Regions from separate parts of the Mus musculus genome. Here region 1 is linked to region 2. A link is a contact called in public promoter capture Hi-C data. All regions are on one chromosome and are shown on one strand. Each heading gives the region's core, a stretch centred on a gene start, on an enhancer-like site or on the middle of the called end of the contact. The rest is flanking DNA. Distances are from core to core; before and after follow the strand shown.

Evidence for each region. Capture Hi-C pulls out chosen DNA fragments and counts their contacts.
Region 1: a promoter capture Hi-C map of adipose tissue shows a contact between it and region 2. The contact joins two enhancer-like sites. A contact is called at or near these places in 3 of 39 promoter capture datasets (liver and macrophages) and 3 of 9 other capture datasets (adipose tissue, liver and pancreatic islet).

Annotation. Positions count from the first base shown.
Region 1 is chr14:31,196,359-31,199,725 of GRCm38.p6, reverse strand. The region is part of intron 3 of Nisch (nischarin); the gene reads left to right. Among named protein-coding and RNA genes, the nearest start is that of Nisch, 8.8 kb to the left of the region's middle. Within about 2 kb of position 1,730, at least 133 of the 459 cell types and tissues checked have an H3K27ac peak or open chromatin away from gene starts, as enhancers often do. A contact at or near this core is called in adipose tissue, where this site is marked.
Region 2 is chr14:30,972,415-30,975,698 of GRCm38.p6, reverse strand. Nek4 (NIMA (never in mitosis gene a)-related expressed kinase 4) reads right to left here. Exons shown (of 15, transcript NM_011849.3): 8 at 1,341-1,484; 9 at 327-476. Among named protein-coding and RNA genes, the nearest start is that of Gm41121, 23 kb to the right of the region's middle. Within about 2 kb of position 1,293, at least 106 of the 459 cell types and tissues checked have an H3K27ac peak or open chromatin away from gene starts, as enhancers often do. A contact at or near this core is called in adipose tissue, where this site is marked.

The sequences.
Region 1 (3,367 bases), core at 481-2,980, 220 kb before region 2:
TGCCTTGCTTTCTGTCCCTAAGTTTGCTTGTTCTCAGTGTTTCAGATAAGTGGTTCATACAACAGGTAGCAACTTTGGCATTAAACTTTTAGTCCTTTTATGATTAATATGGTCTTCAGTTACTACATTCAGAAATCCCTTTTTGTCTGTGACTTAATCCCATGGTTTCTGTTGCATATTGGCAACCATGCTTTGAAAATGTTAAATGTAGACTCCAGAAGTTTCATTTTTCATGAATTTTAAAGTACATCCCGTTCTGAGTGGTGTGGTGGTTCCGTCGCTCACAGGATTTGGCATCTTTTCTGGTGTTTCCACACTGTGCATACATCACTTAGTAGCCATCTCAGTTGTCAGATCATGTGTTCCAGTATCACAGTGCCGTGTCCAGGTAACTGACTATGTGACAGTAACCCGAAGCACCTGAGCCATGGTGCTGGCCATTCAGATGTGCCAAAATGTGCCACGAATCACGTCCTGTGAGTGCAATGGTCAAAGAAAAAGATACTTTGAAAGACCACACTGCATCATTTTTTTTAAAGATTTATTTATTTTATGTATATGAGTACACTGTAGCTGTACAAGATGGTTGTGAGCCTTCATGTGGTTATTGGTAATTGAACTTTCTTAGGACCTCTGCTCGCTCCAGTCAACTCCACTCGCTCAGTCCCTGCTCCCTCCGGCTAAAAGATTTAATATTATACATAAGTACACTGTAGCTGTCTTCAGACACACCAGAAGAGGGCGTCAGATCTCATTATGGGTAACCACCCGTAATAAATGAGATTTATTTATTTTGTATATATGAGTACACTGTAGCTGTACAATGCAGTATATGAACTGTTTTGAGCATCTGTGGGTTTTAGAGCATGCCCCCTGTAGGTAAGGAGGGACTGCCACACCATATTGTGTTTTTCCTTCACCATCCCCTTATGTAAGGTGATAAATATATTGCAAGGCCCCCAGTAAAGAGCTAAAAGCAGGGCTAACGACCCTACCCATGCATACACAAATCTTTGCTACATCCGCAAGTCTGTTGTTTTTCTATCTTAGGATGGTACTTATTATGTATTCTAACCAGAGCTTTTACAGTTTGAAATATCACAGCAAAACTAGCAGGAATCTCCTCTTCATAATTTCCTGGGCTGAAGATTTATTTTTAGTGTAGATCATAACTCATTTATCTTCTTATCAGATTAGAAACTTTTCATTGTTTCTCTTCTGGAGACACTTTAAGACGTGTCTTTGGCACATCTGAATCTCTGCATCACTACTCTTGCATGTACAGACGATCCTAAAATCAAGAAAGAGTTACGCACACACATTTCAATACTGTGGTAGCCAAGGTGGCTGTGAGTGACTAGTCCGTGATGATAGATTAAGTAAATGTGCCGGACAAGGGTGGCTCGGGTTCCAGGGGACAGAGTGGGACAGCTGGAGGCTTCCTGCTACTCAGAATGATGTGTGCTTGAAAACTTATGAACTGTTCATTCCTGGCATTTTCCATTGAATAATTTTGGACTGTAGTTGACCATGATTACCACAGAAACTGAAACTGGCTGGGGGAGGTTACAGCCTAAGGTTTTATGTGAGTGTGTGTTTCATACCTACTTCATGTGTGCCCAGGAGGGGAAGGTGAGCTGGAGGAGCCACCAGACTGCTGCTCCGTACATTCTCAGTCACAGTGTGTAGGCTGCAGCCTCCCCAGCCTGCCTTACACCAGCACGTGTGCCGTCTTAGCCCATACCCCGCGGGAGGGGTGGAGTAGTGTCATCGTGAGCTTGGCTTGCACTTGCACCATGACTAATGCTGTTGAGAATTTTTTATATGCTTATTTGCCATTTGTATTTTTGGAGAAATGGATTTAAATCCCTTGTCCTTTTATTTAGTATCGGGGCTTGCTGCTGTTGTTTTGTTTGTGTTGAGTTGTAAGAGTTCTTTATGAATTCTGGGTGCTAAACCCTTATCAGAAGTGTGATATGCAAATAACTCATCTTGTTCCGTGAAGGTTTTTTTACCCTTTGTTCTTTTTTTTTTTCTTCTCTTTTTTTGCGGGAGGTGGGGGCCTGCAGATCAAATTCAGGGCTTTTACTCTCCACATGTGGAGCCCCACAGAGCTGTGCTCACGGCCTCTTGCTTTATTCTTTTGTTGTTTCTCAGGACATGGTCTCTATAGAGCATAGGCTGGCTTAGAACTATGTGGAACAAGCTGGCCTCAAACTCACCATCCTCCTGCCTCAGCCTCCCAAGTGCTGGGATTATAACATGTATCACTACACCTGGCTTTTGTGACTTGATAGTACCCTTTAAAATGTTTTATCTATTTTCATTTCATCCTTTGAAGCATCCATGCTTTCGGTTTTGACCAAGTCCATCTTTTGCGTGTTTTGGCCACATGTTTTGGGAACCATATCTGAGAAACCATCCCCCCCCCCCCCAGTGTCACAGGAATTTATATTTTCTCTTATGAATTTTGTTTCACATTTAGGATGTTGACCCATTTTGAGTTCATTTTTGTGTATGGTATGAAGTGAGGGGGAGGTCCTAGCTTGATTCTTTCAAAGTATGGATTTTAATGACTAGGGGATTCTTTCATCCAACTCTAAAATGGGAATCCAGGGGCTGGAGCAACCTTTGCTTCCTACTCCTGGATAGCTGCACTCTTAGCTTCCTAGACCCACAGTCATAGATCCCATCTCAGAACCTCTAGAGATGGTTCTGACTCTGTAGAAACCAATCCATGGATTATCACAACCATAACCGTTCTTACAGTGAACTTGGAAAATAGACAGAGCCAAGTTTGTCCTCCAGACCTGCTCATTTCATGTTAATTCCAAGTCATTCATTCAACTTTTCTGCACCCTGAACTGTTCTGAGAGTGATGATCTGGGACTCTTTGAAGGCTGCATGAGATTGCACAGTGAATGTCTGAGGCTTAGAAGAGGCATGGGTCAGGCACACCACGTGTCGTCATACTGGGCTGTTCTGGTAGGGAAGGAGACTCAGGTCTCTTCAAAAGGAAAGTTTATATCATTTCCTTATATTAAAGCTACTTGACACTTGACTGTAAACAAAAAAAATTTTTTAATTTGAAATGTAACTGTCAACTGTTAGTACTGGCTTTAGATCCATTTTATTATCATTTGTTTTAGTTGAAAGGACTGTGGGTGATAACAGGCCTGCTTGGTGTGTTTGGTTTTCAAGGTTATAGTCCTGGAGCTCTTTTAAAGTTTTATGTGAATCCTTAAGTGAGGAATCTTTGCTGAAAGTTGAACCACATATATTATGGCTGACTTCTACTAGCACAAAATAGAAGCTAGCCGAGCTCCCTCAATCCTTACTCTGTGTATCTAGGTCACATCTGAGTGAT
Region 2 (3,284 bases), core at 44-2,543:
TGCATCATCTAATACTGCTAAAGGCCTCCCACTGGTCTCTCAAGGAGCAGAAACCACTTTGACGTGAAGTTTAGCACATAAGGGTTACGGTTATTAGAACTATGGCATTTCTTATATTCAGAATTCAATTCAAGTGACAATCTTTGGAACTGAAGACTATATCCATTTTAATCAAAGCTAACGTTGTAAAAGTGCAAATTTGTCTCTTCTAGAATTGGTGAAGTGTGACTGATATGTTTTAATATGACCCTCCACAGATGCACACAGATTTTATCATTCAAAGCTTTATAAGAAGTGTTTTGAGCCCAGCACACATTCACACAAACCTTTGCTGATGCTGTTGAGCTGGTCCTTGAACTGTTTACACACCCAGCCACAGGTCCACCTTGGTTTCCATCATTTTGCTGTGTTGCTATGATATCCACTTTCCCAATACCAGGATAAGAAGGCAAAAGCCGAGGGGGTAATTCTTGGAACTAAAGTAATGGAAAGAGAGGGAGTTTATCAGTTCCATGTGGAGCCATCTCTAAAATCTCCCACTGGCAAGTCCCTCATACATTCACCAATGATTTGTCCTTAAAATGTTTAAAGCACTTAAAATTTTTTGAAAAGGAAGATCTCATGTCCCTAAGGCTACCCTCAACCTGACTATATATAGGCAAGGATGGACATTCATTTCTCATTTTCACATTTACATATCCTAAATTTTGGGATCACAAGTTTGTGCCACCATGCCTAGTTTACTTGGTGCTAGGGAGCTGAACCCAGGACTTCATGCAGACCAAGCAAGCACTCTACCACTGGGCTACATCCACAGTGTAAAAAGCCAAGCCTGGTTGTGCATGCCATAATCCCAGCCACTTGGAAGGCTGAGGCAACAAAGTCACCGTTTCAAGACCTGCGTGTGCTATGGAGACGCTGCTACCTAGTAGGTGTAGGAAAGGGTATTGATGGAAGGCATTTTGATAAAGGAAGCACTGAGGGCTAGGACTGCAGCTCACTGGTAGAGTGCTTCTAGAGCATACACAAGACCCTTGGTTCGCTTTCCAGCACTGCATAGAAAAAAATATATATGGTCAAGAAAATATATAAAAAGAAAAACAAAGCTGAGCAACAGCCCACCCCATTCACTCCAAACAACCCACACACTCCTGCTGTATTTCCAACACTCCGACAGCTAAAAGCATTATTACGCATCTTACCCTGGCCCAGCTTCTCAATCCACTCTTTGCATGTCTTATGTACTTTCTGGCAACTGCTAACCATTCTAAACAAAAGGCAAGCTTCCCAGAGTCTGTCTCCCACGCAGCACAATGACTCACTGGAAAGAGATTGCTGACCTGGCTCTTTGTACGACTATGGGCAGTCTGTTCCCTTTTTTTCTGCCTTCGCTGCCGGGACAAAGAAGGTTCAGACATAGAGCTGTGTGGCTGGGATCTTGGGTGGATGCTGTCCTGATTTTCTATAATACCAGTAACTTGATCCTTAAAAGCAACAAAATGAAAGAAACATACACAAACAAACTACACAGAGCAACACAACAGCCTTTGGAACTTCAAATGCCAAATTCTCCACACCTACTTTTGAAATTGCAAAACAAAGAACTAGAGAGATAGTTCAGCATCTAAGAGCACTAGCTGCTCTTCCAGAGGACCTGGGTTTAATTCCCAGTACCCACATGGCAGCTCACAGCCATCTGTAATGTTAGTTCCAGGAGATCCAATGCCTTCTTCTGGCCTCCATGGGCACTAGGCACACACCTGGTGCACAGGCATCCATGAAGGTGAAACATCTAGATATCACATAATTGAGGAAATAACTTTAATTATAAAATAGAAGTGAGAAGGAAGCATTCTCTCAAATGAATGCTTATGTTTACAGGAAATGACATTTATTAACCAAATGTTCTGGTTTTTACTCTCTTGCCTCAAACAAAAACAATTATAAATAACATGCTTAGAAATAAATTCAACGGGCTGGTGAGATGGCTCAGTGGGTAAGAGCACTGACTGCTCTTCCGAAGGTCCTGAGTTCAAATCCCAGCAACCACATGGTGGCTCACCACCCCCTCTTCTGGTGCGTCTGAACACAGCTACAGTGTACTTATTCATAATAATAAATAAATCTTTGGAAAAAAAGAAATAAATTTAACAAAAGAAATATAAAACTAAGGTTTGGGGTGTAGCTCAACGGTAGAGAACTTGACTAACACGTCTAATGTCCTAGGTACAAACATCAGAACTAAGAAAAAATTAAATAAGAGAAAGAAAAACAACCAAAAGAATGGGAGACAATATTGTCAAATCTTGTAACTCATAGGATGTGGTATCTAAAATAAAGAACTCTTTCAATTTGATAATACAAAAGATAAACCAATTAAAAATAGGCAACAATGGGCAGTGGTGGCACATGCTTTTAATCCCAACACTCGGGAGGCAGAAGCAGGCAGATCTCTGTGAATCTGAGGCCAGCATGCTCTACAGAGCAAGTTCTAGGACAGCCAGAGCTACACAGAGAAACCCTGTCTCAAAAAACAAAAGTATATATATATATATATATATATATATATAGATAGATAGATAGATAGATAGATAGATAGATAGGTTGGTAGGTAGGTAAGTAGGTAGGTAGATATAGATATCATAGATATTTCCTTTTGGAGCTGTAGAGATGGTTACGTGGTCAATGGTTAAGAGAACTGGCTGTTCAATTCCCAGCATCCACACAGTGGCTCACAACCATCTGTAATGAAATCTGATGCCCTCTACTAACTTTCAGGCATACATGCAGATAGAGTCCTCATATGAATACAACATTTTTAAAAATTAGCAACAAGGGGCTAGAGAGGTGGTGCAGTGGTTAAGAGCATATATATATGCAGACAAACACTTTTACACATAATAAATATTCAAAATTTTTCCAATGATTCTGTACATACTATTGCTCCAAGGAAACACACAAATGATCAGTGCATGTATAAAAAGACCCTCAGTACATGAATAAACAAGGAACAAGTCAAAACCACAGTAAGGGGTCAGAGAGATGGGTCAGTGGTGAGCAACACGTACTGTTCTTCCAGAAGACCTAATTCAGTTCCCAGCAACCACGTCAGGTAGCTCACAACAACCTGTAGCTCCCAGCTTCTGGGGATCTGATGTCTCTGACCTCATAGGACATCTGGTCTCATGAGCACATATCCATGCACATACACACATAATGAAAAATAATAAAAATAAAATCTAAAAACAAAGCACATTAAGCCTGTACGGCAGACCCTTTAGGCC